Regions from separate parts of the Mus musculus genome. Here all the other regions are linked to region 1. The links are chromatin contacts, called in public Hi-C and promoter capture Hi-C maps. All regions are on one chromosome and are shown on one strand. Each heading gives the region's core, a stretch centred on a gene start, on an enhancer-like site or on the middle of the called end of the contact. The rest is flanking DNA. Distances are from core to core; before and after follow the strand shown. Region 1 holds the start of Wdr5b (WD repeat domain 5B). Region 2 holds the start of Lrrc58 (leucine rich repeat containing 58). Region 3 holds the start of Stxbp5l (syntaxin binding protein 5-like). Region 4 holds the start of Hacd2 (3-hydroxyacyl-CoA dehydratase 2).

What was found. Promoter capture Hi-C pulls out the DNA fragments that hold promoters and counts their contacts. Hi-C and Micro-C count contacts between places; a contact is called where the count stands out from the background.
Region 2: a contact with region 1 is called in a promoter capture Hi-C map of pre-B cells, with 5 times the contacts expected there. The contact joins the promoter of Lrrc58 here to the promoter of Wdr5b in region 1. A contact is called at or near these places in 2 of 39 promoter capture datasets (liver and pre-B cells) and 1 of 484 Hi-C or Micro-C datasets (B cells).
Region 3: a contact with region 1 is called in a promoter capture Hi-C map of liver, with 2.7 times the contacts expected there. The contact joins the promoter of Stxbp5l here to the promoter of Wdr5b in region 1. A contact is called at or near these places in 2 of 39 promoter capture datasets (hippocampal neurons and liver).
Region 4: a contact with region 1 is called in a Hi-C map of CD8 T cells, with 7 times the contacts expected there. The contact joins the promoter of Hacd2 here to the promoter of Wdr5b in region 1. A contact is called at or near these places in 2 of 39 promoter capture datasets (hippocampal neurons and pre-B cells), 1 of 484 Hi-C or Micro-C datasets (CD8 T cells) and 1 of 115 datasets of contacts at active chromatin or transcription factors (astrocytes).

What each region holds. Positions count from the first base shown.
Region 1 is chr16:36,038,707-36,044,227 of GRCm38.p6, reverse strand. Wdr5b (WD repeat domain 5B) reads right to left here and starts at 3,038. Exons shown (of 1, transcript NM_027113.2): 1 at 1,254-3,038. The coding sequence starts at 2,715. The coding sequence ends at 1,729. Fam162a (family with sequence similarity 162, member A) reads left to right here. Exons shown (of 5, transcript NM_027342.2): 5 at 137-384. The coding sequence ends at 229.
Region 2 is chr16:37,865,725-37,871,245 of GRCm38.p6, reverse strand. Lrrc58 (leucine rich repeat containing 58) reads right to left here and starts at 2,846. Exons shown (of 4, transcript NM_177093.3): 1 at 2,266-2,846. The coding sequence starts at 2,750.
Region 3 is chr16:37,381,780-37,387,300 of GRCm38.p6, reverse strand. Stxbp5l (syntaxin binding protein 5-like) reads left to right here and starts at 2,343. Exons shown (of 28, transcript NM_172440.3): 1 at 2,343-2,491; 2 at 3,596-3,789. The coding sequence starts at 3,604.
Region 4 is chr16:35,020,317-35,025,837 of GRCm38.p6, reverse strand. Hacd2 (3-hydroxyacyl-CoA dehydratase 2) reads right to left here and starts at 3,417. Exons shown (of 7, transcript NM_023587.2): 1 at 3,203-3,417; 2 at 1-13. The coding sequence starts at 3,357. LOC105246106 (a long non-coding RNA gene) reads left to right here and starts at 3,493. Exons shown (of 5, transcript XR_876048.3): 1 at 3,493-3,767; 2 at 3,900-3,996.

The sequences.
Region 1 (5,521 bases), core at 1,789-4,288:
AGAGAGCATGACTGTCCAGTGTCCAGGCAGCTGACCACTCCTGGCCTGTGCTGCACAGCTAGCCTACTGCTCTCAGCACAAGGGGAGAACAGCCTTCCAGACCTGCCATCATCTCTCCAAATGTATTTCCTTTTAGGCTGCGAAAAGACATGAGTCTTTAACAAGCTTGAACCTGGAAAGGAAAGCCCGTCTGAGAGAGGAGGCAGCTATGAAGGCCAAAACAGACTAGAAGTATTTGGAAAACCCAGGAGTAAGGCTGCAACAAGAAACCTGCTTTACAAAGGATACAATCTGAGACTCACTTTGCAGACATGTATTTTGCACAGATGTATTCCACTTCCCTATTAATGCTGTAGAGGAACAAATACATTTTCTTAAAGAATGACTTGTCTTTGTTTTGTTGCTTTCATCCAAGTAAAACCTAGCCTCCCCACTGTGCAAAGTGGAAAAGAGGCAAATAATTCCAAGTTTATAGTATTATCTCTTCTTGGGAGTATCAGGTTCATTAGCTAGCTTCTTCTCACCTACCAAAGGTGAGACATGAGTCCTATAGGTCTCTCTTATGTATACCATGCCTGACAGGATAAGAAGCCAGGGTGTCTTTGTGAAGGCTGGCTCCCCATGCACTGAATGGTCTGGCATGGCAGTAGGCAGAGGCATTTTGAAGAGCCTTTGAGAATGCCCTGGCATGAGAGTAGTCTGGCCATGAGTTTTGAGTTATTCATCCTGGACTTTCTGGGGGACAACTGCTACCTCCTAGTTCATGGCTTGGCTCCCAATCAGTCCCTTTCCTACCCTCAGGGTATTACATTTTGTACTTAGGAAAACGCCATGCCTGTACTTCTAAGTGTTGGAAAGTAACCACTTAGATCAGTACATCTCCATTAGCTTGTCCTTAGGCTAGCAAGGTGTCTGGTATGCGGGTAGTTTCTGCTGTTAACACTTCACTGACTCTCACACGCCTCCCGAGAGCTAACATGACACGACATTCTAGCCATCAGACACGAGAGCTCTCAGTTAACAGCTGTAACTTTAAAGGTACCACGTGCCACTGTCTGGGAACTTACGGAGACGCACATATGATGGAACGCTGCCTATGGCTTCAGAAATCTAATGGTCCATATGCTGTCTAGCTATATGTACTTTCTGCCTTTGCTTCATTTTAGGTATCAAATGCTTTGATTTTTGTCACTTTCATATTTATCATCAAAAAGCACTGTGTGTGTTGTATGTGTTGGATAGTTTATCATTCATAGAACAAACCGGACCATGATTTATTGTCCCCAACTTGACAGATTAATTTGGCAATTTGATGCCCAATCATATTGAATAACAAAAATATACAAGTGACATGTAAAATGTCTCCAATCCTCTCATTGCCTCCCTAATGTCACTGCCCTTAATGACCTCCCAAACCAGAGGCTACACGTCCCTCCTCCCCTGGGTCATCCTGTTGTGTCACCTTTCCAGATATTCCAAAAACCTTACCCCCCTGGGAAAGCCAGTGAAAGAATGAGGCTCTGTCCAGGGGTGAGCACAGGAGATTCCTAGCAGGCCTCAAGACTAGGATTCACAAGCCCTAAGTCCTAGACCTGTTTTTACAAGGGTCTCACTTTGCAAAGTAAGATGATTCAGACTCAAGGACAGTTTAAGCTTTGCCAGAATCCAGAGAGACCATCCTTTGGATTTTGTGTCTAACTTGGCTTTCCTCATCGCCTGCCAGAGACTTCAGCAGTCACTCGACCACACTTTAATTGTCTTGTCATTTTCTAGTGCTGCTGATGCGATGATGTTTTTTGTAGGGTGACAGGCTGCTGAGATCACCACATCTGTGTGACCTTGCAACCTCTGTACAATCTCTTTAGTCTGAAGATTCCAGATGTAAACCATGTTGTCCTCTGAACCAGACACAACCCACTTTCTACCAGTAACCGAGAAACTGGCAAATAGGCAGTATTTCTCATTCTTATGACCAGTGTATGTCTTCAGGCATCTGCCCCTGCTGTAATCCCACAGTTTAAGAGTATTGTCCAAAGTTGCAGTGAGAATGTATTTACCATTTGGAGAAAATTTTACAAAAGACACTGGAGGGTTGCCTTCATCAGCAAGTGTCCTTAAACACTGGCCTGACGCAGCATCCCAAATTCTACAAAGCCCATCATAGCTCCCGGACACTATCAAGGACCCATTACAATTAAAATTTACGGCAGAAATGGGGTCCGAATGTGCAGACAAAGTCTTGAGGCATTTTCCTGTTTTTACTTCCCATATTTTCACACTCTCATCAAAAGAGCCCGAAACGATGAGGTTGGATGGTGGGTTGAAGTCACAACAGAAGACGAAATCGCTGTGCCCCTTCAGTGTTTTCAGACATTTTCCAGATCTCATATCCCATACCTTTAGAGTCTTATCATCTGAGGCTGAAACTAGACGACTAGAATCTGAAGACCAGGCAACATCTGATATTTCCAGACTGTGACCATAGAGTGTTTTCTTACAATTCCCATCGTATGCTCCCCAAATTATAATTAGTGCATCAGCTGCAGAACTCGCTAGCCATTCGCCATTAGGACTAAATTTAACTGATGATATGGCCGCCGAGTGCCCCGCAAGAGTAAGTCTGAGAGCATAGTTGGGTTTCTGCGGCTCTTCCTCGCGCCGGGGGGCAGAGAGAAGTGACTGTGCTCTCTCTGCTGGCAGATGCTCGGTCGCCATAGATCCGGCTCTATAATTTGCGCGGGCTTCCCGCCCTGAAACTTACAGAAGTTAAAACTTGCGGTTGGAAGGCGGATGGTTTTGATTGTAACATGGGCTCCTCTATAAGGTCCGTTCCCAGTCAGCAACGAAGTTTGAACCACTCCCCGTCTTGCTTTCTTCTATAGCATCACGGATCACAGTGATCCTGGGATCCGTACTCGTGTCAGATGCTGTCAAAGGACTAGGCCGATCCGCGGGGGTTCGGGGCTGCACCTTTCCTCTTCCACGCCCTCCGCAGCTCCAAAATGTCTGGGAACCTCAAGCAACAGATGACGTCACACAAAACAGGATTTATGAGAGGCTCAAGTAGAGCCCAGGACGACGCTAGGTACGCATCCTGCCAGGCTGCGCACGCGCCGAAGGAGACATGCATTTTCTTCCGGTTCTCCAGGACAGGAAGTTGACACTGAACCCGGTTTTTTTCCCTGAGAGAGCTGGGTGCAGGAAAGGGCGCAGCAGGCACTTCATGAAGGCTGTGCATATTGAGGGTACCTCTGTCCACACCCACCCCGACTGAGTTTAGCTGCCAAGATTATAATAATAATAGCTGCCTGTGTGTGTACTTTGCGAATGCAATACCTACCCTCAGGGTCAGGAGTCCCATCATCCTGGAAATGGAGTTACAGATGGTTGTGAGCTGCCTGTAGGTGCTGGAAGGTCCTCTGGAGAACTGCCAATGATCTTAACCACTGAACTACATCTGAAGCCTGGACTACGGTGACTTCTGATATAGAGATTATATCATCAATTCAAAAACTTTCCATTTTTATTAACTCACCTAAAGCACATTGAATAACAAATTTTAGGCTTTATTTCAAGTAAATATATATTTTTCTAATGACTAGAAAACCAAAAGGATATAATGGGTACAACCTAGGAGCTAAACCAGGATGGTGATGGACCTTTAGTTCACTACACACACAAGCACGAGGGACAAAAGATGCGCAGACTTGGTACGTTGGTAGGATTAAGACATGACTTGAACTTTGAAGGGTAAAACGCACTTTTTGATGTGTAGGATACCTTGTGTATAAATAGCATTGGGGACTCCCAAAAAGAAAAGGCTGTAAGTAAAACTGTTTGTCGTTACTCATGGTCTAATATTAACAAACTGTCCTAACAAATTACTAGGATCTGCTTAGCTCTCAGGAAGGAGATTTGGTGACAGTGTTCACCAGGAAATAGTAATCCTAAATGGCAGCAAGCAGAGCAGGATCCTGAGCTCCTAAGCAGTAGCATGTCTTCCTTTAAAAAAAAAAAAAAAAAAGATTTATTTATAATATGTAAGTACACTGTAGCTGTCTTCAGACACTACAGAAGAGGGCATCAGATCTTCTTACAGATGGTTGTGAGCCACCATATGGTTGCTGGGATTTGAACTCCGGGTGCTCTCAACCACTGAGCCATCTCACCAGCCCGCATTTCTTCCTTTTACAACAAGCTACCCTTCGCGTAAGGGGACCTCTAGGTTTTGCTTTGTTCACTGAAAAAAAAAAAAATCAAAAATCTGTTTCTCCTTTAAAAAACCATTTAAAAAAAAAAAAAGAAACATGTGCCAGACTTATATGGTCTTCGAAGATTACTCCTATCTGGACTGTTTTAACTGGTTTCCTCAAAGCAGCTTTTGGGAGTAGAAATCCAGTTCCCAAGCCTCTACCCAATCTGGAAAACCTATTCAGACTAAACAGGAAGGACTGAGCACCGCCTGTAACTGAGTAGCTTTAAAAAGCTGCGCTCCCGCGCGCGCGCGCGCACGCACACACACACACACACATATCGTGCTATCCTTGTAAAACCACATGCTTATAGCTTGCTGCCCACACCACTCCCCCCGAGCCCTGCACTATTTTGTCCTCAACACTGGTCTTTTGTGTTTTATTTCTCCTTACCTACATAGTTCAAATTGTTGAAAGCCAGTGTTCCTTATTACAGTCCCTGTTCTGGACTTCACTGACTTGCTTGGGCTAAGGGAATATGGGTAGAGATGTGTAAACACTCTGCAAACACTGCAATCACAAACGAGCATGTATACTCTGTAATTTTCAAATGTGGGTCAAGTTGGAATTATGGATCAAAAAGCAGAATATTTGCCTAAAATTCTCAAAGCTGCAAATTCGGCTCTCAGCAGCACTCAAGAGTTGCGTGTGGTGGTGCCTACCTATAATTTCACCACTCCGCATTGGAAGCATGGGGGGCCAGTTCAAACTTAACAGCTACAAAGGAGTTAAAGCTAGCCTGGGCTTCATGAGAACCTCACCTAAAAATACTGTCACACACACACACACAAACACACACACACACACACACCCATACGGAGGTGAATAGTAGACAAAAAATCATTCAAGCTTTGTAGTAAATCTATAGAGTCCACAATTTTTGTATTGGATATGAAACAAGAGTTCACAGAAACTGAAGCTGTTTTGATTTAAAGTTCTTTTCACAAAAATACTGGGCCAGTAAACCTCACAAGGAGTGAAACTGTCAGAGTAAAGAATATACCAACTTTTTCTTTTCATTTGTTTTATAAGCCTAGAGGAATAAAAAAAGCATTCTTCTGCAATATATATAATATGTGAAAACCGGAAACCTCAACAGCCTAGCCACTGGGCTCCCACCTCAGGTGGACGTACAGTAACAAAACTTGTATCAAATGCACTGCAGTGTGTGCTACTTGCAGAATAAACCAGCAGCTTTTCCTCTTCCTTACTGCTTTGATGTCACAGACTCCTGGTGTGAAAATGTTTTTCATAAACTTCAGGACCCT
Region 2 (5,521 bases), core at 1,597-4,096, 1.8 Mb before region 1:
TCTAAATCTTTGCTGATTCCTATTAGTAGAGAAATAAAGTGCAACAACAACAACAACCAGGATGCAAAAATTCAAGTCAAGAACATAGTGACCAACAGCCTTGCGTAGTTGTTGTCAGTACAGAAATCAGCTCAACCAGGTATACATGGCCTGACCCAATCCTCTGAATTGCGTATTTCCCAGAAAAGAAGCCTAGACACTCAAGTCCTAGCCCTAGCTGGCCACTGTGGAAAATTCTTGAATTTGGCATCAGAGACCCCAGTATTCAAATCCAGTTCTACTTAATAGGTTTGTGATCTTGAGAGAGACCTCATTTCTCTGAGCCCTTGTTTCTTCCTCTAAAAATGGAGAGTGCCTCATCTTAGAATCATTGACTACTCTCCCTGGGCTCCTCCTAATATGCTAGATTGTGGCTCACGCCTTTAATCCCAGCACTTGGGAGGCAGAGGCAGGTGGATTTCTGAGTTCAAGGCCAGCCTGGGCTACACAGAGAAATTCTGTCTCGAAACAAACAAAACCAAAAAAACAAAAATAACAAAAATAATAAAAAATTTTAAAAATACTTGATTGAAATAAAACACGACATGTTAAAATTAAGAGGAACCAAAGTCTGTCCAATGAACATAATCTCCCCTTACCTGTCCTATATCCTACCTTTCCCTAGTACTCCTGTTGTAGGTTACCGGTGTCTACCACAATGGCCTCCTAACCAGCCCCCAAATCCCTTCTCCTTCATTCAGCCCCTTGCCACTCCACAGGAACAAACATGTGCACTCAGAATACAACCCACACTCTATGGAAGTCTTCAAGATGTGACACCCTCTGAGTGTCCCCGGTTCTTTGCAATGATCATCTTTCAGCAGTTCTTTTCCTTGCTCCTGGACTTTCACACACACTCTTCTTTTTACCTGGATTGGTCCAATGGCTCACACTCAAATCTTCACTGTTACTTCCTTCAGAAGGCTGACTCAAACGGCACTTACTCAAGAACCAAAATAGGTCAAATCCCTGTCATTCTATCTCAGGGGATTAGCCCCAGAACTTAGGAAAATGTTGGGACACATCAAGTACTGTGTAAACATCTATCGAGGAGCAAATTAAGGGACACTGTGTCCAGATGCCTCATTTGGCAAACAGGAAGTGCTAAGTGACCAGCAGAAGGGTGAGATGTGAAGAAAAAGTCTTATTCCTGGGTCAATGTTTTCCCTGTTAACTCGAAGGTTCTTTCTGGCTCCACATTCTTTTATCTTGGCTAACCAATTAAAAGAGAGGAAAAATATTTAACAAGTGGAAGATGCTTTCTTGTTTTGCTTTGACTCCCCTGCAGGGCACATTAGAGCACTTCTATTATCCTCTCTGCACCTCCTCACTCCAGTACACTACTGACTAAGCCACTAGGAGATAGGACAGACAGTTCCTGTAAAGAAGGAATCACATTCAGTAACATACAGTAACACAGATACAATGGTATGATGTGTGACACACAGAGGAAGTAATTTGGCTCTAATTGTCCTGGGAACAGTTTTTTTTTTTTTTTTTTTTTTTTTTTTTTTTTTTTTTAGAATTACAGAAAAGACTCCTAAGATAAAATTTTGAAATGTGAATAGTTCCTCAGGGTCAAAGGAAGCGCAGCGTGGTTTTTTTTTGTTGTTGTTGTTTTTGGGTTTTTTTGTTTTTTTTTTTTGTACCCAACCCCAACCCCACAATTTAGTGAAGCTGCCTTTCTGGGTGTGTGTGTGTGTGCAAGGCTCACTGACTCCACAAATGGTACTTTGGGTATCGGGAAAAGAGGGGAACTGGAAATAAAAACCAAGGAAGTAGGTCAGCACCTCCTACGCCACGTTAAATGCCACTTTGATGCAAACGCATGGAAAGTCTCGGAAGACTTAACCAGTAAGAAATCGCCAACCTCTGTTAACGGGAGCCCTTTTGACTCCCTGTCTAGACTCAAGAAAGAAGGCGAAGTCCGGCTTAGTGGCGCATGTCTTTTAGCCCCAGATTTGGGAGGTAGAGGCAGGCGGAGCTCTGTGAGCTTGAGGTTAGCATGGTCTCCACAATGAATTCCAGAGTTCATTGGGGGGCGCGGGGGGCGTCGAAGACCTGCGGCAGGCCAAACACAACCCAAAGGCTACCACCCACCCACCCACCCTTGGTCAGACGCTACGGGTGACAATGGCTCGCCTAGTCCCCCTCCCCCTCCAACCCGGTGCCACGGAGCTCGGGCCACCGCCCCGCTCCCCACCCCCGGGACTCGCCGCCGCTCACCTCCGCAAGTTCTCGATCTCGGCGGGGATGCTCTGCAGCTGGTTGCCGCCCAGGCTGAGGGTCTGAAGGGCGCGCAGCTCCAGCAGCGAGGCGGGCAGCTCCTGGAAGCAGTTGCCGCTGAGGTTGAGCACTTGGAGGCTGCGGCAGAGCGGCGACTGGGCCAGGCCCTTGGGCAGCGAGCCCGGGCCGCCGAGCCGGTTGTTCCTGGCCAGCAGCGTGCGCAGGCCGCTCAGCGTCAGCAGCTCGGGCCCCAGCGCCGTGAGCGAGTTGCCGCTCACGTCCAGGAGCTGGAGGTGCGGGAAGCCGCCGCCCAACGCCCGCGGCAGCGACGTCAGGCGGTTGTAGGGCAGCAGCAGCCGCAGGAGAGCCTCGCGCGCGCCGCGCCGCTCCTCGGCGCGCGCCTCCAGCTCCGACTCCAACGCCTCGGCCGACACGCTGAGGCGGGACCAGTTGAGTTCGGCCTCCCCGAGCGCGGCCTCCTCCATCCCGCCGGATCCCGGGCCCGCGAGCCGAGGCGGCGCGCCCCGGAACCTAAAGCGAGCGCCGCGTCGGAAGTGGCGCGGCGCGGCCCGGTACGGCCCGGGCGCTCACCCCCGCGCGCCCTCCGAGTCACGCGATGGTCGGCGCCGGGTGCGCGCGCCGCTCCGGGGGCCGGGCTCCGCCTCACGTGGCGCACGGCGCGGCGTCCGCTGCGCAGGAGCCGAGGCCTGGCGCTCCCGGGAACCGTGTGAGGGAGCTGTGCTCGCCCGGGCGTCGCGGGGCTCGGTGGGCGAGCCGGAGGCCTGAGGCTCCCCGGAGCGGGCAGCTCGCCCTTTATAGTGTGGCACCCGGTGGTGGCCTTGGCCGCCAGAGTAAACAGCTCCGGGGCTGTTGATCCCGCCCGGGGGCCTGCGCGTCACGGGGCGCCGCCTCCTTTGTTCTCACTTGAGGCCGGGGCCCCCCCATTTTTGCGGGATCCAGAGAGAGTAGCCATGACGGGGACGTAGCCTGAGAATTTAATGTCTTCAGGAGAACGTGCTTGGTGGCCCCACGCCTCTCGTCCCCGCTCTGAAATGCAGAGGCAGCCGTACTGAGTCTGAGGCCCGCCTGACCTACATAGCCCAGGCTAGCCAGGGCTACACGGTGAAGAACAAAGGCCTCTTCGAAGCTAAAGCCAAAGTCGGAGATGGCTGTCGCCCCAGCTGGAAAGCATGCTTGAAGACCTTCCCTTCCCTGATTGCCTGTTGTTTCTTAAAGCATTGTCTAACGCGAGCGAGCCAAGACAGCCACAGCTATACAGTGAAACCTTGTTTGGAAAAAAAACAAACCCCAAAACAACAACAAAAAGCACCATTGTAAAAGTATTGTGTGTCCAATAAGAACTTTGTCCACGTCAATCACAGAATCACTCCTGTGGGCTTTGGTCCCTTGGGCATGGGAATGCGCTTGGGAGTTGGATATAGGAGCCCCCTTTATTAGATCTAGCTTACACTGAGCTCAGATGGAGAAAGCGTTCAAAGCACTCTGCAAGTGAGAACTAGATAGAATTTAACTGGGAAAGTCTTGACTCTAGCTCTAATTCACTAATTCCAGTAGATTTATTTTCATCCTGATCCCATTTCAATGTCAATCTTTTCTGAGATTTCGTTTTGTAATTTTAAAGTCATTAGTGGAAATAAGAGAAAAGCTTAGTTTCTTACCGAGCTTAAATACAAGAAAGTTAAAAGGTTATGTGATAACCAGTGGGATTAAATTGCTTTTTTTCCTAAAAATCATAACCTCATCTACTCAGTTGTGCAGATGAGAGACTTCATGCTACTTCACAGCTAAGCTTTATGATTGAGTTGTCATGTTTGTTAGTTTAAACAATCTATGAGTGGAATTTAAAAAATATGTGCCAGACATAGTAGTACCTGCTTTTAATCCCAACATTCAGGAGGCAGAGGTGGGAGTGTCTCTGTGAGTACCAGCCTGATCTACATAGTTTTAGGACTGTCAGGGTAACAAAAAAAAAGAAACCATGTCTAAAAAATAAAATAAAATCTGCAAGTGTCTTGAAGACATCTGATTTGGAAGTTCCTTTTTTAAAATGGACCTTATTTCAGATCAACCTAATATTCTAGAAGAAGCCCTACTGTGATCAAGAATACTTAATGCTTTAAAAATGTGTACTCTTGGTAAAACAACAAGCAGTAGCAATGTCAAACGAGGGAAAAAAACAAAACATGATTGAGAAAAAGAGCTAGCCTGTGTAAACATCAGGTAGTAGGGGAAAGATGATCTCAATAATAGAATCTGAAGCTATGCAGAAAGTCCTAAGTGGGGCAGAAACTCCTTTTTAAATAAACAGTGAAGGAAAGAGGGTAGAAAATGGAGCTGTAGCAAAGAAATGGGCAAACTGACAAAATTTAGAGTCTACTGCTTGAAGAGCTGTAGTATGACCTATTTTAATAAAGATTTGTGCTATCGATATCTGTTTGTTGAATTTAGGCTAGATGGAAGCAGATCGTCGAACAGAAACTGTCTTGTAAAAGTTGAACATGGTATTATTTTTGAAGCTATAACAAGAAAACGATCAATATCAACGTAAACAGTGTATCTCCTCAACCAGAATGGGCTCCCATGTAAAGAAAAGCTCTTCATTTTCATTTTTTAGTGCATGCCCTTATATTCAACTCCCTACCATTCACTGCAGGCACGATTTGTTTATAATTAAATTTTTTTTAATGTGTGGTTTTTGGAGACAGGGTTTCTCTGTGTAGCCCTGGCTGTCCTGGAACTCACTCTGTAGACCAGGCTGGCTTTGAACTTAGAAATCCGCCTGCCTCTGCCTCCCTAGTGCTGGGATTAAAGGTGTGCGCCACCACGCCCGGCTATAATTACTTTTTATGCAAGTGTAATAAGTCACGTGGTTCTTCACAGCTTGCTTATACATGCGTATCATTGTGGCTTTGCCTCTTCAATCCACCCTCACTCTCCCTTGCCACCCAGCCCTTCCCGCCAGACCTGCTTTCATATTATGTACACAGACGTCCTGCATATGAGGATGCAGTGTTTGTTCTCTTCTCCTTACCCCTTCCTGTCAAACCAACCCCTTCTTCCTTCCACTCAGTCCCTTTTCTGCACATACACACACATACCACAACACACGTACACACCACACACACACACACACACACACACACACACACACACACTACACCACACCACACACACACCACACCACACACACACACACACACACACGTACACACCACACACACACACACACACACAC
Region 3 (5,521 bases), core at 1,094-3,593, 1.3 Mb before region 1:
TACAAGGTGCCTCCTGCCTTTTGTTATCTTATATTCAAGTTAACATATGCTGGATATTCACCATGTATAAGTTATTGTGCTACTGTAGAGAATTGCTAATATTTAAAATTATGCCAGAGAGTCCTAACTATAGTATTTCATTTTATTTTTAATTTTATGTGTGTGTTTATTTAGGAGAATGAAAGCACAGCCCTGCACAAGTTAGACAAATGTTTTACCACCGAGTCACCTTACCAGCTGTTTTAACTTTCTAATATTTATTGGAAACGTGTATATTTTGACACAACATTTCTTCTACTTTTCATACCTATTTGTCATCCCATCTGGACTGCTGTGTGTTTTATAGCTTTTTTTTTTAACTTAGCAGGTTGTTGAATTCCCTTCATGATCTTTGTTAACTTGTTTAATATGCTTTTCCTTTATCAGTTCTGGTTTTTTTTTTTTTTCATAGAATACATTTGTGATAGTATGATGCTTGTGATGAGTGACCTAAGTTTTGTTTGTAAACATTTTATGTCTCTTTGCTGAACTGGAATATCTTCTTCCTTCACTTTTACCAAAAGGCCAGACCTCCACATGCTGTGGGCTTGTTTTCATATTGACCCTTAAGTAGGTAGGTCAAATTTTGCTGAAGCAAAGAAAGCATTCTAAATCCATCACTCTATTTAATAATGGTTAACTCACCAAATCGCCTCCTTTCAAAGAAAAGCTAGACGTAAAAAGAGGAAGAAAATCTTTTAGCTCTCATTAACTCCGATGTTTGGAAATGAACAATGGGCCAGAAAGGAAAAAAAAAAAAAAAAAAAAGGCAACAGGAGACAGCAAAAGACAGGTATTGTTAGGTATCTGATATAGGATTTAGAAGCACTTCAAGATCCAGTTTATAACACATATGAAATTTGTTTCCATACTTATTTTTCACTCCTCCCAAGCATGATAAGTTAGATATCATCTCATAAATCTTTATCTTATAGCCAGTAACTAATCCATTGTCTAAAGCCCTTTGAATGCTCTTTCTAAGAGAAATACTGTGCCAGGTACTAAATTAACTAGAAGCACAAAGTTCTACTCCTTAATGGTTATTAAGAAAATCACTATCTGGGTTTGACCGTGAAAGTGTGAGAGGGTTACAAAAAGAAGTGCTGCAAGTGTTAAGGAGTAGAACATTCAAAATGAGAATGTGAATACCGAGCTGAGTTTCCGAAAATCTGAGCGCGATTTGATCGCCATGGTTTCTTTGCTATTTGCCTGAGTAATTCATAAGGCATTCAAGTCTTCCCTTTCTCCCCTCTCATCTCTGACAGAGAAAGGGATGGGTCTGGAAGTGGTGTTTCATACCTAAGATGTAGGACAGTAAATATTTGGGACGATTTCTAATGATCCCTGTTGCTTAGATTAAAGTGTACAGTTAGTTATGGACCTTGAGCCTTTTACCAAAAGCCAGTCAGGGCTCAGAACTACATCACCTTCTTCACAATGGTGCGATGTTTCTTTTTCCTGTATGGAATAGAGTATTTTCCAAAATGATTCAAATGAGAAAAAAGCTTAAGATGCATCTTGTCATGATTTGAGAGAAATGTTTCCTCAAAAATTTAATTTGTCTATGTGGAGAAGGGGAACGCTGGTCTATTTCCATAGGCTGTATAAAGTAGGCAAATCATTTCCTTAAGATTTGGAAGCCAACATTTCCACCGAAAACCAATTCATTTTGGTACAGATGACTTAATGGAGAGAACTAACAGTTTGTAGGGATTATTTACAAATCTACGTTCAACGCATATAGCAGGGCAGCGAGATCGTCTATTAGATGCACCTGGCCCTGGTGAGCAGAAATAGATTCAAGGGGTGCTGGGGGGTGGGGGAAGGCTGCAAAATAAGCCCGGTCCAAAAGCCGGGTCCACAATACAGTCCAGAGCACGACCTAAGGTAACCCTTTCTGCAGCCTGGGACTCCCGGAGCGCAAGTTCTCAAGCTTGCAAGCATTCTATTGATTCACACTTGCGTCCTTCAACAGGTAGCACCAATTACAGCCCCCAAAGCACGGCGCCAAGGCATACTGGCTAGTATGGCTGTCAATCAAATACATCACCTACTTTCCTAAATGATCCCCTCCTCCTGTCACTGGCTTTTTCTCTGACCTATCCCCAAACTTCTTTCCTGCCTGGAATCCCTAAGACTTAGGTCAGTGGAGCTTGTGATTGGCGAGAGGATGTCCCGCCCCCCTGGTGCCCAGAGTGCCCCGCCCCCGGCGCGAGAGTCTGGGAGGGAGGAGGGTGCGGGCCGACTGGGGCGGGGCCTACCTCCCACGGCGGGGGCGGAGCCTGAGACAGACCCGCCCGCTCGGTTAGGACCTCGGAGAGCGCCAGGCACCAGGACCAGAGGGACCCGAGAAGCGGCCGGATCCGGGCTGGACCTTCGCCCGCCTGTGAGCCTGCAGCCTCCGCGCCCTCCGCCTCACGGGCTGGCCGGCGGCTAGTGGCGTCTGAGGAAGGTGCTAAGTCTGGGGTCCCCAGGGACACCCGTGCTGTCCCATCGCGGCTTGCCCTCACACCTGTGCGCACGCCTGTGTGTGTGTGTGTGTGTGTGTGTGTGTGTGTGTGTGTGTGTGTGTGTGTGTGCCTGTGCAAGAGGGAGAGCGCGCCCGCGCAGCTGTCTGAGGTGCGTGTGGCTTCCCGGCTGTCTGTGAGGGCTCCAGGGCTCGTAGCCCGCGGTGGTAGCCTCAGCGCCCTGCTTGGCTGGGAGGGAGCGAGAGAGCCAGCTCTGCGCGCCCCGCAGGCTGAGGCGGGACTCGGGCCGCAGGCGTCACCGCCTCACATCCCCCGGAGAGCCGCTGCTGTGCAGAGGGGGAGCCGGGCGGGGAGGGGACACGGGAGACCAGAGGCGGGAGAGGGGCAGAAGAGAGGAGCTGGGGACAGGTGGAGGCAGGCGGTCCCCGCTCGCCCCTCCCGTCGGCTGTGGCCGTGAGTCACCGCAGATGTTTTGGGGTCTAGGTTTTTGGGTATATGGGATGGAAAAAAGCCATTTTTTTTCCTGTCCCCTAGTTTCTATTGAGAAAAAGGAAGCTTTGAAGATGATGGGATTGTGTGGGGGGGAGCCCCAAACATGGTGGAAGAGTAAATACTGGTTCCCCTACAACATCGTTTTTTCCGATAATAAAAATTTATGAGTTGACCCTGAAGAAGGAAAGCCCCCCTTTCAGAACAGTCCATAGGGTCTTGGTCTGTTGGGCTCTGGTTTGATTGTATAATAATGATGATATAATGCTAATGACGATGATGACACGGCCTTTTATTTTTACCCCAGTGCTGATAAAGCATAGCTACAGCTGGGGATAAAGCCCTTGAAAATCTGAATGTGCGAAGGAAGGAATACTGTTGCTCTTGGAGTTGTGTTCTCTTTATCTTATAAAGATATCCCTTTTAAAGTTAAAATTTGAGGACATGAAGCCCGAACCCCTCTTCCCCGTCGATTACATCCAATGCTCATAAAATGGGGACTAGCTACTCCTGCCTTGACTAATGAAAAGATAGAGGCTTTTGCCCCGTAAAATTCCATGTTTGTGACCACTTCTCTTTTCCTTTTAATTTTTCGACAGTGTTTAAAATGAAGAAGTTTAATTTCCGAAAAGTTTTGGATGGCTTAACTGCCTCTTCCCCTGGCAGTGGTAGCAGCAGTGGCAGTAACAGTGGTGGGGCTGGAAGTGGCTCTGTCCATCCAGGAGGGACTGCAGGGCTTCCGAGAGAGGAAATTCAGGAAAGCCTGACTTCAGACTATTTCCAGATTTGCAAGGTAAGTTTTGAATTGGCTTTAGGGCCTGTTATATTTCTACTTTACTGTTGTGAAGAAACAAGGAGACACACACACACACACACATACATTTGCAGGGCTGGAAATTGTTGAGACGTCAGTATCAAAGAGCCTAGTACTAAGTTGATTTGAATGAATAAAAACACTTTAGATATTAACTTTGGCATCGGTTTATAAGCAACAATGGTATTTTAAAGAGAAGGAAAAGACACACAAAAAGTAGTATTTCCAAGGTGTTAAAGCCAAATAAGTGGACAAAATACGTTTGTGTATACGTACTAAACTGAAGGAGAAATGACAGCCATTTGGCTTCCTGGGTTTTCATTCTGAGAAACTGTTATTCCTTTTCTCTGTCTAGTTGTAAAATGAATAAGGCTCTCAACATGTTGCTAGAATTAAGTAGATAATAGATTAATGTGCCCAGTGACAGTGTTCTAAAATTCTAGATATTAGAAAAAAAGGGATCTTAGACCCTTGATAAGCATACAAATCCTATGGGCTCAATTCTTGTGAGAACTCAGAATTCCCAGAAAAGCAAAGCAACGTGTTCTGATTCAGAGGAAAACATTTAGGCCATTATACTTTGATTTTGAGCTTCCAATGAACAAGCAGAATTTTGGACAGGGAAAGAAGATGAGAAATAGTAAAAAAAAAAAAATGTAACATTGCTATATAAAGATATTATAGTATTACTTTATGAGATGGTATATTTTCTTCATTGCTCTTTTTGGGTGTTACCTTTCAGTGTAATTTTGATATGACTTATATGAGAAAAAAAACCACCTTTAAGTCATTTGTATGATATAAATGAATATAGTTTTATAAATGTGATTGAATACATAATATAAATACATAATAAGAAAAATCAGGTTAAGTTTCAGTCATTGTCTCAGCTCTTCCTAGAAAGTTTATTATAAAAACATCAAATCTATAGTTATTAGTTTACTTAAGGCCCAAGTTTATTTAGAATTAAATAGATTTAATCAATTGTGTGAAATTTGAATACAATATGAAGTAATAGATATTATATCAGTTAAGGAAGAACTTAATAGCGGTTCTGAAACAAATATGTGAAAGAGCCCTGGAAGCCAAATTTGAATTGCTACACAGGAGAATCATGTCTTGATTATTTATTTCTATTTCCTTTCCCATATTCTGAAAAAAAATCCTAATACCCTCAAGTAATGAACGTGATAGTGATGCAGGAGAATTTTATTTCAGATAAAATTAGTATAGAGCAGGTAGACTCAAACCAGATGGATGATGAACAGTAGAGGCTGTAAAGCAAGTAGAGAAATTTTTAAATGAAATAAATTCAGAGGTATGTATGTGTAAATGCTGGAAATAAAGTGCAGCACACGGTTACCTCCAAGTTTCTTAAGAAAAGAGTGGTCATGACAAGTGGCAGAAGTTAAGTATGGTCTATGTCTGATACATATGGCATGGTAGGAAGGACAATGGCCTATGAATAAGTTTTTTTTTTTAAACATTTTAAGCCCTGCCATTTGCCAGCCATATTATCACGGGCAAGATATGTTTTTCTTCTTGGAACCTTGTTTCCTGCATTTGCAGTATGAGAATAAATATTTCTATTTTCCTTATATGAAAGAAAGCTTATTAGAATTTGAGAAGACAAGACGGTGAAGAGAATACACAGGGTGAGAGGGGTGATAAAATATTTATATTTTTGAAGTTGAAAAGATACCTTGTTTGT
Region 4 (5,521 bases), core at 2,168-4,667, 1.0 Mb after region 1:
TATCACCAGCCACCTAGTAAAAAACAAAGTACAATTAGAAGAGGAAAGCAAGAGTACGCTGGACTCAAGACAATAAAGACATAGGAATAGCAGAGCATGTTCAAAAGATTGAAAAAGACCCGAGATTTACCAAGTGCTGTGGTGTGCTGCCCACATGAAGGGCATGGTGCCGAGTAACATTATTGTGAGGTGGCACCGTTAAGAGCTGAGACCTAGTGAGATGTATTTAAGTCATCAGGGACATGCCCTGACAGAGCCTCTGGGACCCTGGGCCTCTTTCCTTCCCTCTTCTGTGGCATGGTCATGAGGTGAACAGTTCTGTTCCTGCTGTGTCACTGACCCAGTGTAAGGAGGCCCTCAACTGTGGGACGCAATCACCAAACTTTGCACCAAAACAAACCTTCCTTTTTTGCATGTGGATTATTTCAAGTGTGGTATAAAAATCACTGTCCTTCACAAAGACCACACTGTAGCACAAATAAGTGTTACACTACCTACAACATCCTGTAAAATAAAATTACGTGGTGGCAGCTCACTTGTCTAGAACTCGGCTCTCTGATAAACCTGTCTGCTGAGAACAAGGCCAATGCAAAGGGAATAAGTTATTATGGTCTTTGTGCAGTGAAATCAGGTCCCAGAAAGTCTAATGGAACGAGGGGCTCAATTTTAATTGATTTATGCTGTTAAAGGGTCTTTAATAATATTTAGACGGGAAAAATACTTTAAACTATTTTATACAAGTGCCTCAGTGGGACAGGTCCGTATATCGTGATCTTATTTAAATTACATACAAAATATGAATAAAAGTTGCCTTTGAAAATGGATAGTTTTCAATTTCTCAAGACCAAATGAGAAGAGATCAATAAGTGTATTGATTAGAAACCCACGAAACCAGAAAGCACCAGGACATCCAGTTGTGGGTCTTACCTTTCTGCTTGACCTTCCTCCTCAAAAAATTAATATTAGGCCTTGTGGCTTCCTGTTAAATTTTATAAGGAAGCAAATGGAACCTGGTCATTAAGGCCCATCTCAGAAAGAGCAGATTCAACTAAATGTACACACTCAACTAGGCAACAGTATATATGTTCTACACCTACAAACTATCATAGAGGGACATTAAATAAGGGTTTATAACAGAAGAAATAAATTCCTTACTAGCTTAACTGGCCAGCATGGGCAGTAACAAATTAATGTTCAAGTTGATTAAAGCATTAACTTCCCTCTCAAAATTCCGATTTCTGGGCTGGAGAGATGACTCAGTGGTTAAGAGCACTGACCTGCTCTTCCAGAGTTCAGTTCCCAGCAGCCACATGGTGGCCCGCAGCCACCTGGAATGAGACCTGATGCCCTCTTCTGGTGGGTCTGAAGACAGCAACAGAATACTCCCATACATACATAAGTAAGACCCTACTCCTCATTCTTGTGTTCATCGCCCAGAAAGGAGGTCTTTCCTCATTAGAGGACTGTGACATCGCTCTTCAATACAATGCTTCTACCAACATCTTTGCTAGAACAGGAATCGTACATATATGTGTATAGAGAGAGTTCTAAATGTTCTCCTAAAAAAATAATAATCTGGGGACATTTATGAGAACAACAACTTGTAGCTGCAATAGTTCTTTATTGACTTAAGTTTAGATCCAGGGATTTTGAGAACTTGTATAATCACATGCAAGCCTGTGTTCCTTTCTTTTCTTTTTCTTTTTTGTCTTTTTGGTTTTGTTTTTCTTTGAGACAGGATTACACTGTGTAGCCCTGGCTATCCTGAAACTTGCTCTGGAGACCAGGCTGTTCTTTAACTCAGAGATCCACCATGCCCAGCCTGAGGGCATGTTGTTTCAACACCTCCTATCTGCAATACTAACAATCAGCCTACCACCCTCCAAGCCTATTTCTTCATTAAAAAGCAACATAATTTCTTTAGGCTTACAACGTTTGTGCAAGTGTGTATTATTGGCCTGTGCTAATACCAGCATCTGAGGAACATACAAAATTAGCTGATTCAAGTAAAGTGATTTGAAACAGGGTTTCACCGTATATATGCATTTTGTGTATATTTTAAGTTTTGATCCCTGCCAACGTATTTCCTACTGTAAAAGATAATTAAGAATGGATTTTCAAAATACAGTTTTAAATTTTTTCTGTATACTTGAAAGTCTTACAAAAAAAAAAAAAAAGCCATAGTGCTAGCACAGTAGTAGAGTACAAGCAAGTGTGAGGCCCTAAGTTCAATCGCCAGCACCAGTAAACAAACGGATGAATGCTTGCTAGGGAGTCAAGAGTGGTGTGGCACAGGCCCCTGATTCCAACAGTCACAAGATTGAGGCAGGAGAATCACAAGTTCCAGGCGAGCCAGGACTACATAATGAGTTCTGGTCAAAAAGAAAAAAGAAAAAAAAAAAAAAAAAAAAAAAAAACGGGAAAAGAAAGAGAAAAGGGAAGGGAGAACAGAAGGCAGGAGAAATTGCACCTAAGAAGTTTTACGACTTAGGAATTTCCTGACAATTTAAATTTATATGGTGATCCAGCTCACCAAAACCACCGGATTGCGAAACTGGATTCACCTAGCCCAACTCTACCTAACTGGGGGGGAAACAAAAAAACAAAAACAAACAAAAAAAAAAAAAAACCAAACCCACTAGAGACCCAGAGAAAGAAGCAGGTTTCTTCAAAGTCCCAGGGCGAGTTGTGTGAGAACTGGAACTAAAAGCCCTGCTATGAAGAGACAGACTTGAAATGGGGTAGACACCATCCCCAGAGTCGATTCTCTCCCTATCTCAACTTGCCCCAAGAAAATCTAAGTAATCCCCCTCCAAAGTCTCCGCCCCGGTCTCGGACCGCTCCGGCTCGGGCGGCTGGCGGAAAACTTCGACCACGTTCCTACCGCCTCCCAGACGAACGCTCCCGCCTGGGTTTTGAAAGCGGCCGCCTAAATGAATGATCTCCGCAGCCAGGCGGGCTTCCTCGCCGGGCTGGGGAAGTGCTGACCGGCCGCCCGGGGCTGGCCTCCGCGCCGCGCCGCGCCGCACCTGTGGCCCGCCCGCTCGCCCGCCCGCCCGCTCGCCCCGCCGCGGCCCTGACCAGGCAGCTCTGCGGCCAGCCTGCCCCATGCTCGCCCCGCGGCCGCCCCGGGCTGCGGGTCCGACCCCGCCGGTCACAGAGCTCGCTCCCCGCCTCCCCGGGGAGGGAGCTCCAGCCTCACCCCGCCGTCATCACCACATTGTAGATGACCAGGTACGCCGTGGCCACAGGCCCGGGGCCCTTCTTCTTCCGCGCGCCGCTGCTGTCGCCAGCCCCGACTCGGCCACTGCCGCCCCCATTCCCCTTGGTCGCTGCAGTCGCCGCCGCTGCCGCCATGTCAAGCGCCCGCAACCCCGCTCCCCTCGCGCCTGCACCTCAGACCCAACTGGGCTCTACGAGGGGGCGGAGGAAGGGACGAGGGAGAGGCGGGGCCGCGGCACGGGGCGGAGCCGGGACAGCGCCCACGGGGGCCGCCATCTTGGATGAGGGCAAAGACGCTCCAGGCGCTCGTCTCCGTAGCCGCCATCTTGGATAGGGGTAATTTCCTCCCAACTTCCGGCGCACAATCCGTGTGGGCATCCAGCGCCAGGTTTGATCAGGTTAATGTGAACCTGGGCCTCACTTGTCAGGCCTGTTCTTACGGATAATTTGTCTCTGGTCATTTGCTATCTTATGACCATCTCTTCCTGCTGGATCCAAATGATATGTCCTGGTCCTCGGTAACTTTAGCCTCTACCAGGTACCAGGTATCTTTACCCCTGTACACAGTTGCCCAAGTAGCTAGAGGGTGATTGACGTCAGTTAAGCTGTGTGTCCTGTTCAGAGAGCAGAAGGAACCAGCATTTTTGTAACATATTATCTTTCTCTTCTAATTGTAGCCAACTCGGGGAAATAGCCTTCAACAATTTCTTCCCTGTCTTTGGATTTTTTTTTTTTTAAACCTGCTCTCTTGGACACTCCCAACAGTCTCTAAAGGTTAGCCAGTTTTTCTCCATTTGTAGGCCTGCTTTTTATTAAAGAGGATTAAGGTCAATCAGTGGTTAGTGGTGGACCTTGTAAGGCAGTAAAGAGTTGTTTATACCTACAGGTTATGGGCTAGGTGGGAGGGAAATACTTCTACTGAGTTAGATCAGAAATAACTTCTGAAAGCTCCTTTAATCTGCTGACCCCACTCATTTCTTTTTTTAGTACTTTCTTCATAAAAAGTACCTTACTATCAGTGTTCATAAATATACTGGCATTTATGTAATGTAATAAAATATGTATTGATTCCAAGAAGTACTTGTGGAGCATATACAAGGTTGTATTGGAAAATATACATATTTCAAAATAAATGAAAGAAACAAACGTCGTCAGTCTTCAAGAGATTACACAGAAGGATCCAGGAATGAATCGATATGAATTAGCTGGTGAAAAGTGGTATCAGAAAATTATTACAATGATCCAGGTCACAATGATAGTGATTTAAGCCAGTGTGATAATAGTTGAAGTGAGGAACATTGAATTCTCAGAATATTTTAGAGTTAGTGAAATGTGTTGGGTAGAACATTTGGTTTTAAAGGAAGGTAAAAGGAGCATTCAGATTGCTTGGGAGAACAAGCTGTAAAAAGAAGTAAGTTTGAGCTGGACGGTGGTGGCTCAGGCCTTTAATCCCAGCACTTGGGAGGCAGAGGCAGGCGGATTTCTGAGTTCGAGGCCAGCCTGGTCTACAGAGTGAGTTCCAGGACAGCCAGGGCTACACAGAGAAACCCTGTCTCCCCAAACCAAAAACCAAAAAATAAAAAAAAGAAGAAGAAGAAGTAAGTTTGAAGGCAGAAGTCAGGACTTTTATGTTTAGCTTGAAATCCTTTTTAGAAATGTAAGTGGAAATGTGGAAGAGACAATTAGATTTAGACTCTGAGGTTCAGGAAGACCTGCAGGCTAGAGATTTGAGAGCTTCAGGATGCTAGGATTGAAAGTCATGATGCACCCCCAGAAACTGAGAGGTAGGAGCAGAGAAATTGCTGAATTCTCATCCTTACCTGCTCTCAAAGACTGTAAAGACATCCTGCTGCCTTTTCCCCTGACTTTTAAAAGAACATGTGAAGGAGGAAGGTACAGGTTTAGTTTTCAACATCCCTTACTCCATCATCTGACCTCAAAAATCACCAAGCACACACATGGTACATATACATACATGCAGGTGAAACACTCCTACAATAAATAAATCTTAAATAAAATAAAAACCAAGCCAAAAAAAAAACCCCAAAAACTAAAATCCAAAAATGCAAACCACCCCCGCACCTCTCATAAAGGAGTGAACTATTTTTCAAAACAATCATTCACTTTAAAACTCTCATTCATTTAACTGACTCTCTTTTCAGTATAATACAATAGGAAAGTAAGAGTCACAAAGGCATAAAGTTGGAAATCAACTTAAAACTCAGAATATATTTTTGTAGTTATTTATACCCATCAGCTCTGCAAAGTACAGGTGATCTTTTTAATTACACATAAATAT